Regions from separate parts of the Pan troglodytes genome. Here region 1 is linked to region 2. The links are chromatin contacts, called in public HiChIP or PLAC-seq maps. All regions are on one chromosome and are shown on one strand. Each heading gives the region's core, a stretch centred on a gene start, on an enhancer-like site or on the middle of the called end of the contact. The rest is flanking DNA. Distances are from core to core; before and after follow the strand shown.

Region 1 (4,702 bases), core at 739-3,238, 730 kb before region 2:
CCCAGAGGGCTTAGGTATGCGCTCCAGGCGGTTGGTGCAGGAACTGCCACAGCCCTCTTTGGGCACAGGGTTCAGATAGTACGCCGGAGCGAAGGGGCGCCACTACAACCTCTTGAGGTCCTTATCCAGGACCCATGCGGCCCGGAGTGCAAAGCCTCCTGGCGAAGAACAGCAAGAGCCCGCGGGAGGGACAGCGCGGATGGCCCGAGCCCTGGACCTGGGGATCTGTGGCCTCAAGTGGACCGCGCCCCCTGCCGGCTTGGCGCCTGACCGGGCCGCGACCCCAGACTCCCGCGGAGGGGCCGGGGCAGGGACGGAGCAAAGCCGAGAGGAGCAGGACTCACTAGTCCCCCAGAGGACCAAGACCCCGGCGTTTCGGGGTGAGCTAGTAAGATTTCACAGTAGGGACAAGGCTCAGAAAAGCTAAATTGAGAATTGGGATTTGGAGGGGGGAATTATCTGAAATTTCAGAATTTTCATTTCTATTTGGAAACATAGGAATAACCAAAATTAGGAGGAAATATACTGTTTCATTTTGCCTCCTTGTAATCCTATTATGCCTTATAAGGTCATAACCTGAGATTGTGCCTGGCTGCCTTCATTAATCCATCGTAAACGTGAGGACTGACTGCCAGGGAGCACACTAACGCTTCACGTATGCTAATCATTTTACAATTTACCAAGCACGGCCACATCCCAGTCTACTTTGAGCTTCACACCCACCCTTGAGTCAGGCAAGGAAGGTAACATTCCTTTTCCCATTTCAGCAGGTAGAAAATTCAAGCTCAGAGAGGGGAGGTATCTGCAGAGAGGGGAAGTCACCCTGCAGGTAGGAAGCAGCAGAGTCCCTACTCGGCCCGACACGCTAGCACGGCCGACTGGGGCGCGGCGTGGATTCCTCTAGGCTGGGGTCACCAACTTCTCAAGGGGCAAAGGAGAGTCCTAGCCCCCGCCCTAAGAATTTGTGCCTGTTCATGATGAATCACGCTAAACACGTTTGCCACCCGTTTGTGCTCTTTCATCACAGCTTCTTCTCTTTCTTACTTCTCTCCTGGGGGCCAAACTGGGAAGGAAAGGCTAAGCCACGGGGCTTCCTGCTTCTTGCTTGTGGGTTTCTGGGGTCCTACTAACTACTCCTCTAATCGAATGTCCTGAAGCCCAGCGACTCGACGGAGAGGCCAAAGGTGCGAGACCACTAGCCAAACAGGTTTCTAGTCCTCACCTCCCGGCAATTCGCTGTGTGAAGGTGGGCGAGTCATGTCCCATCTCTCGAGTCCCCATCTTAGAGCCGGTCCCCAGCAGACGTTTAAGCTTCCTTCCTACTCTGCCATATGGCTCTGAGCTCCGGTGCAAAGGCGGCTGGGCAGTGGGTCGCGCGGACCTTGCCCAGAGTGGTCTGTCTGGGCCGCGCACTGCTGGCTTAGCTGCCTTTTCACTCTCGGGACTCAACAGTGGACATTGCACCTGGGGAAGAAATGGCCGCGCGGAAGTTATTTAAGGACTCTTCCTGGAAGGAGTCACCTGAGCGGACCTGAATTCCATCTGAGGACGGAGGACAGATTCCGGGCCCTGACCCTGGCCCTGGTAAGGGGTTGGGACGCGGAGGGTTAGAGGAGTGCAGCGCGGCGCACTGGTCTGGATCCGGCCGCCCGGCTGGGCGCAGGGCAGTCACCGCAGTGGCCTGGCCGGGCGACTAGTCCGTCTGCACCGCAGACAGCAGCTATTACTGAACGCCTGCTCGGTGACCAGGAGCCTCCCCAGCCTAACTATTGTTCTTCTCCCTTGTCTCCCATTTCCTTTTCCTTTCACTTTATCCTCTGCGAGTCAAGCTCTTCGCGCAGATCCAGGACTGGCTATCAGTCGCTCTGAGGATGCGACCTACTTGTCGCCAGCTTCCACTTGGTTCCGCGCCAGGACAGGTTTTACTTTCATTTCTCCCGCGCGCGCCTCCGACTGCTGGGGAGGTCAAGGACAGCTAGGCGTCGGCCCACGGCCAGGGAAGGTCCCGTGGTCTGGACTCGTTCCTTCCAGTCTCCACCAGTCCTGGGGGGTGGGGCGCGGCGGGGGTGTTCGTTCTCCAGAGAACTCTGCGACTGTAACTCGCTGCCACCTCGCTGCCCTTTACAAAAGCTCGTGATTCCGTGGGGAAACTTGAGCTGTGGCTCTGCCAGGAGGATCGCGAAGCCAGTGCCCTTGGTTCAAACTCCTCTTTGAGCTGCAGGCGGCTTCAAAAAGGAAAGCAAGCCCAGGAGTGTAGGGAGACTCAGAGGCTAGGCTCTGCCAGCCTCGGGTGCCTATGCCAGCAACCTCTTGGCTGTGACAAGAATTCCCACCTGAGAGTCTTGGCATGCACCTTATCAGCCTGGTGCACTTTGCCGCTCTGGCACTTAGAGATCTGTCACTTGAGAACCAAGTCAATTCTTTAAGTAAAATCTTGGATTGGCAGCTCAAAGTATTTTCCTAGAAAGCCCCTATCTTGGAGTGTGTGAGAGTGTGCGCGAGCGCGCACTCCGCTTGCATGGGTGAGTAGCAGGGGCTAGAGTGCTCCCCAAAGCGTCGTGGGTTTAAGTCGAAAAAAGATAAGGAATTTGTTAAATCTGGGCATCTATGTTTTTTCTCGTGAAATCTCGAGTTTGTTTAATTAATCATCGTTAACGACAAAAAAAAACACTAGAATGCATTTCTGGTTCAATGGTTCTATGGAGAAGGAAATGCTGCAGTGGGAGTTCTGATCCTGGTGATTTATTAACATAAGTTGCATCCATTCAAGTGGCAGTGATTGTAGATTCACGTTGAGCAAGGACAGTACAAGGAAGGAAGGAAGTGAAGGAAGAAACATCTTTAAAGTTTCTGGCAAGAAAAGAGAAAAGAAAAAGAAAAAAAAATCCTTGTTAATGAAGATCTACTTTTTTTGTGTGCTCCAGAATTTCAAAAGGTCAGATTACAAATAAACATCCAAACCACTGTAATAAATGTGTACATCCTGACATTAGGGAGACACACATACACATATGCTAAAGGGTTTTTGCGTAATGGTGTTTCAACTTCTTCACATTCCAATTGAATGATTTTTAGGCCCTATATCCAAGCCTGATTCTTAGTAAAGTTTGGAGTTTAAAAAAATATGTGGTAGTGGTTTCTCAGCTAGCACTGTGGACACAGTTCTTAAAGCCAGAGTGGCCATACTCAGGTCTTTCAGAGAAGCATTGAAAAATAATAAATATCAATGATATTAATAAGAATAACTAAAATGTGAGTAGCTAAGTGCATTGCATAATTATCTCAGATGCCTCCTTTATCAAACAGGAAATTTTATGATGCATTTATTATTAATATAGTTCAAAATGTCTTTTAAGCTGAGGACTTGTTTACAAAGTTCACTTGAAAACAAAGTTCAAGATGCATCCTGAAGTCATAACATAAAGTGATTTAGAGAAAGAACACAATCAGCCTTGTGGATTTGATCACTTACAAGGAGAAGTAAAGCAGGATACAAAGCCCAGGGCACTTTTTTGGGATCTCTGACTTCTCTAAGGACCTAATAAAAATATAGATCCTTTCCAGAAAAATGAACATGTACATAAACCAATTAAAGTATAAAATAGGCATACAGTTCCGGGAGGTTGACCAAGTTTAAAACCCTGACACAGAATAAAAAACACTGTTTCCATATTTTAAATTTCTGTCTGGTTTATAGTGGTAAGGGCAAGGAGGACAGTTAACCTCCCTCTTTAGGGCATAATATTTTCCAGAGCATCAGCATAAAGAAAAGTAATGCGTTTGCTGCCTCATTTTTGTGCTCCTGTACAAAACAGGCAGAGAGTAACAGTCAGTTCTTGTACATGGTAAAGCCAGAAGGCAAACCTCCCTGAAGCTTAAATAAGGTAAATTACTGCAGAACAAATGAAAGAGAAGAGATGGTCCAGTACAGTGGCTCGTGCCTGTAATCCTAGCACTTTGGGAGGCTGAGGCGAGTGGATCTCTTGAGCTCAGGAGTTCAAGACCAGCCTGGCAACATGGCAAAAATCCATCCCTACAAAGAAAAAAAAAAAAAGAGAGAGAGAAGAGAAAGTAGTAAACCTAAAGAAGCTTGTTACAATAATACCTGTAACAGGACAAAATGAAATTACTTCAAGAGAAATTTGCTACAGAGGGCACAATAAATGGCATTAATGAATGGATGATAAAAGAGATGATTAGGCCATTTGAATCATCCATAGCCAAAGAGAATGGTGTTAATGAAAGCAACCATCATGCTACTTGTCTCCAGGTAGGGATCCTGTGATATCAGATTAGAAGCACCTGGAAAGAAGCAATTATTTTATATATGTATATATATTTATATATATATTTTTCTTTTTATAGAGATGTGGTTTTATCATGTTGCCCACGCTGGTCTTGAACTCCTGATATCAAGAGATCCACTCGCCTTGGCTTCCCAAAGTGCTAGGATTACAGGTATGAGCCACTGTGCTCAGCCAAGAAGCAATTCTGATGTATAAGCCTGAATGAATTGATAGTTTTTTCATTCTTTCAACAAATATTTACTGATTATATATTATATACCCAGCACTGTGCTAAGTTCTCAACATACAGTAATCACCAATGCAGTCATCAACAAACTTACCCTCAATGAGCTTACAGCCTAGTGACGTAGCCAGATATAAACAAATCCTTATCAGAATTATGTATTTACATGATT
Region 2 (4,534 bases), core at 36-2,535:
CCCAAGTCCAAGCGTAGTCTCCCTGCATGCCCCAGACCTCTCCCCCATCCACGCCACACGACACGGCACGATCAGGGCAGGACAATTATTTTTCTTTAAACTCCTTCTGCCCGCGCCGCCCAAATTACAGGCCCGATCGCCGCGTTTAAAAGGCATCATACGGCTCGGGAGTGTCAGGCGGCCGGGCCAGCACCCTCCAGCGTCCTCGCAAACCGCGTTATCGGTGCGCACTCGGGGCCGACACGCTCGGGGCGGCCCGGACTCAACAGGCGGCAAATCCTTGGCCACCTGGACGGGCCGATCGGCCCCTTTGTAAGATGAAGTTCCCGACGAGGCCCATTGTTCGGTTACATAATCTCAACGGACAACCTCGGGGCAGGGCCAAAAACAAGGGCTGCCAACTCTGGGGGGCGGCGCAGGCAAGCGAGGGGGGAGCGGCCGGCCGGTGATGTAACCGAAGCCGGGCAGCGGCGCTGGGCTCCGGCGCCGCGGCCTTTTTAAAAGGCTGGGTCGGCGCGGGCCCGGGGCCCCGGCCGCTGGGTGCCCGCGCCCGCCGCTCTCACCTTGGGCGTGTGCGGGGTGTCGAAGAGTCGCAGCTTGCGGAAGGTCTTGTGCGGCGGGGTGCCCGGGTGGTCCGGCCGCGGCGAGCGGCGGCCTTCGCCCGCCCGGCGCGCCCCGCAACCCCGCGGCGACGCATCTCCGGGGCCGCCGCAGCGCACCGGCGAGAAAGAGCTACCCAGGAAGTAGGGGGCCGCCGGCGACTTGACCGGCGACGAGGAGCCGAAGCCCTCCTCCTCCCACGAGTCGCCCTCCGCCCCACCGCCCGCCTCGTCCGCGCCCGGGCAGGCGCCGGGCAGCAACAGGTCCTCCTCCAGCTCGCCGGGGCTCCCGGGGGTCGGCCCGGGCGAGCGGCGGCGCTCGGGCCCGGGCTCCGTGGGGCTCCGCGCGGGCGGCAGCGGCGAGTCGGGCTCTTGAAAGGCCGAGTCCTCCCCGGTGCTGTGGCCGCTGCCCTCCTCCTCCTCTTCTTCTTCTTCCTCCTCACAGTCGCTGCAAGGCGAGAAGATCAGCTTCTGCCGCAAGGTGCAGGCCGCCCCGGCGCGGCGGGGTGGCGGCGGCTGCTGTCGACTCAGGAAGCTCATCGCGGCCCTGGGGACGGGGCCGAGGACAGGAGAGCGGAGGCCTGCGGGGTCCAGGACACGGCGGGCCCGGGGGCGGGTCCGCCACGTGCGGCTGGGCGCGCCTAGTCGCAGTCACGGCGTCTCTGCGCGGCGGCGGCGGCCTGCGGTCCGGGGCGCTCGGGCCGCGGACGGTGGCGGCAGCGGCGGCGCGGACTTTCCGGCGGAGGCGGGGCGGCCCGAGCACCGAGGCTGAGGTCTCCTCAGGTCCAGTCTCAGGTTCGGGTTCCGCGGCTTCCCGCGACCGTTAACCACGTGAGTGCCCAGTCCACCAATCCCAGCGCAGCTCCGGGTTTGAAAAAAAAAGGAGGGCGCGACGTAGCCCGCGGGGGAAGGACCAGCTACGCGATTTTGGCGGGAACCCGCTGGCTCCACCCCCGGCTCGGCGCCAGCCAAGTCTGGGCGGGCTGTGGTGTTCCGGGCCTATGAGCGAGCCTGGGGCGGCGGGGGGCCCGGCCCGGCACCGCCCGAACACCGCCCGGACGGGGCTGGGCCTTCTGGGAGGGGCAAAAGAGAGCTGGATTCGCCTAAGCCGACCCGAAAGCCGGCCTGGACGCAGCCCCCTCGCTGCTCCTCCGGTGCTGGGGGATCTGAAGAGGGGCAGGCGGCCGGGCAGCGCCTCCGGGTCTCTGCGAGCTGGGAAGAGCCAGGGACCGAATGGCCTTCGGCCGCTGCCCTCGGAGGCCACTTCTTGCCCCTCGTCCCCTGGGGCGAGCCACTGGGGCGGAGTGGGCGTGGCAGTGGGCAGCCACATTCCGGGTCGAGGTCTGAGCCGGAAATGGTGACTCGGGCCTCCGGACCTTTCTGAACTGCGGGAGCCGATGTGCTTAGGCTGGACACTGGCTGGGAGGAGGCCTCCGAGCCCCATTATTTCCCCGGGGTGGGTGACTGTTAGGGGCGGGTGTCAGCACAGCGAGAAGAGCTCTCCCAAGCAGGGGTCCACCTCTGCCGACCTTGTCCGCGGCCAAAAGAAACAGCAGCACAGTTGCCCACCACGAAACCAAGTGCCCAGCACACGATCTCCGTGTTTACATTTGTTCGCCAGCACGTAGGCATGCGTTGGCAAAACCGATTGGCCCGGCTCGCGGCAAACTCAAACGCAATTTTAAAAAATTTCCCTAGTGCTTCGTTAAACTGATTTAATCTGTCCCTTAATGCACTTACACGTTCCTTCCAATTTTCTTTTTTCTTTCTTTCTTTCTTTCTTTTTTTTTTTTTTCTGAGACGGGGTCTTGCTCTGTCACCCAGGCTGGAGTGCAGTGGCACGATCTCGGCTCACTACAACCTGCAACCTCCGCCTTTAGAGTTCAAGCGATTCTCATGCCTCAGCCACCCGAGTAGCTGGGATTACAGGCGGCCGCCACCACACATGGCTAATTTTTGTATTTTTAGTAGAGACGAACTTCCCAATGTTGGCCAGGCTGGTCTCCAACTCCTGATCTCAAGTGATCGCCTCGGCCTCTCAAAGTGCTGGAATTACAGACGTGAACCACCGCTCCCGGCCTCTTCCACTTTTCTGTTGTAAATAACCCCGTGGTGTATATGCTTCTTTCTCCATGTTTTTTGTTTTGTTTGTTTTTTTTTCGACACGGAGTCTCGCTCTGTCGCCCAGGCTGGAGTGCAGTGGCGCGATCTCGGCTCACTGCAGCCCCCACCTCCCGGGTTCTCGGGTTCCAGCGATTCTCCTGTCTCCCGGGTAGCTGGTATTACAAGCACATACCAGGCCTGGCCAATTTTTGTATTTTTACAAAATGCAAAATACGGAGTTTCACCATGTTGGCAGGCTGGTCTCAAACTCCTGACCTCAGGTGATCCGCCCGCCTCGGCCTCCCAAAGTGCTAGAATTACAGGCGTAAGCCACCGCGCCTGGCCTTTTTAAAATATTCTTTTGGCTACCTCCCTGGAGTTAGAATTCCTCAGTCAAAGGATATAAACTGGCAAACTCCCCCTCCAGAAACACAATACATTCTCACTAGCGGTGGATTAGAGCACACTCTGTGAATTCAGGACATCAGTGGATGTTCATTGATGTGGTTTTGTTGTTTTGATTCATATTGTTGAACAGTTGTCATGGGTTTAATGATAATTTACATTTATTTCTATTGCCTATTTTTCTTATTGTTAGCACTTTATGCATATTAACACTTTGTCATATATGTTGTTCTAATGCTTTTCAAAGGCTAAATAAACTCAAGCTGAATTTTTCTTGAAACACACGGTAGTACTTAACACATCAAATCGGGAATTTCCTGAGATCACACAACTGAAGACACAGTGAAGGATCAACAGCTGTCTTTTCTCCTAACATTTGCTAACTGGTGTATAAATGTGTTTTTCATATGGTCATGCAAACTTAATTTTAAGCTCTTGGAGGACAAGAATTCTAGACTTGTAGAAGGAGAGTTAGTCAATGATCCACAGTGGCCAAAGCCAAGGAGTGATTTTCAGAACCCTTGCTCCAACACTTCCCCTCCTGCCACTCCTTTTTTTAAAATTTTTATTTTTTGAGACAGGGTCTCACTCTGTCCACCCTGTCTCAAAGTGGAGTACAGTGGTGCAATCACGGCTCTGTAGCCTCGATCTCCCCAGGCTCAAGAGATCCTCCCACCTCACCCTCCCAAATAGCTGGGACTAATGATGTGTGCTACCACGCCCAGCTAATTTTTGCATTTTTAGTAGAGACTCTGTTTCACATGTTGCCCAGGCTGGTCTAGAACTCCTGGGCTCAAGCAATCTGCCCGTCTCCGTCTCCCAAAGTGCTGGAATTACAGGCATGAGCCACCATATTGCCCAGGCTGTGGGCCCCCTCCTGCCACTCCTGATGACAAATGTAATTATTTGATATAATTGACATTTTCTCAATTTATTATGAAGCATAAATAAAGAACCCTACTTTTATCGATCTGTAACATAAACTGCATGTGAAAATAGTGTGCTTTCTAAGTAAATGGGACTTTAAAGCCCTTTAGTTACCTCTCCACAACTAGACTGATGCTCCTAAACTCCTCCTATGTAAGAATTCCGTATCTCTGTTCTCACGTCCCCTCCCTCACTCTTTGCTCTTTCACAACACCTGGCTTTATTTCCTTAGCAGGCTTATTTCTATCTCAAAGTATGTTGTTAGTTTATTACTATCTCCTTCTAGAAAAATAAGGTCCCCGAGGGTAGGGACCTTCTGTTCCTTGTTTATTGCAGTATTCTAATGTGGATTAGGCGTTCACTCCCTTGTGAGTGATAAAAGAGCCCTTATTTAAATAATTGTTGGTTTATTCGCTTCCTAAATTGGCACATTTGCAGATAAGTTTGCCTATTTAAGATTTTGAACCAGGTGTGGTAGTTGTTCACACCTGCAATCCCAA

What was found. HiChIP or PLAC-seq counts read pairs in DNA pulled down with a chosen protein or histone mark.
Region 1: an H3K4me3 HiChIP or PLAC-seq map of stem cell-derived excitatory neurons shows a contact between it and region 2, with 10 times the contacts expected there. The contact joins the promoter of ADM here to the promoter of WEE1 in region 2. A contact is called at or near these places in 1 of 7 Hi-C or Micro-C datasets (stem cell-derived neural progenitor cells) and 1 of 1 datasets of contacts at active chromatin or transcription factors (stem cell-derived excitatory neurons).

The regions. Positions count from the first base shown.
Region 1 is chr9:14,451,954-14,456,655 of NHGRI_mPanTro3-v2.0_pri, reverse strand. ADM (adrenomedullin) reads right to left here and starts at 1,988. Exons shown (of 4, transcript XM_001169702.6): 1 at 1-1,988.
Region 2 is chr9:13,722,598-13,727,131 of NHGRI_mPanTro3-v2.0_pri, reverse strand. WEE1 (WEE1 G2 checkpoint kinase) reads right to left here and starts at 1,285. Exons shown (of 12, transcript XM_016920362.4): 1 at 564-1,285. The coding sequence starts at 1,139.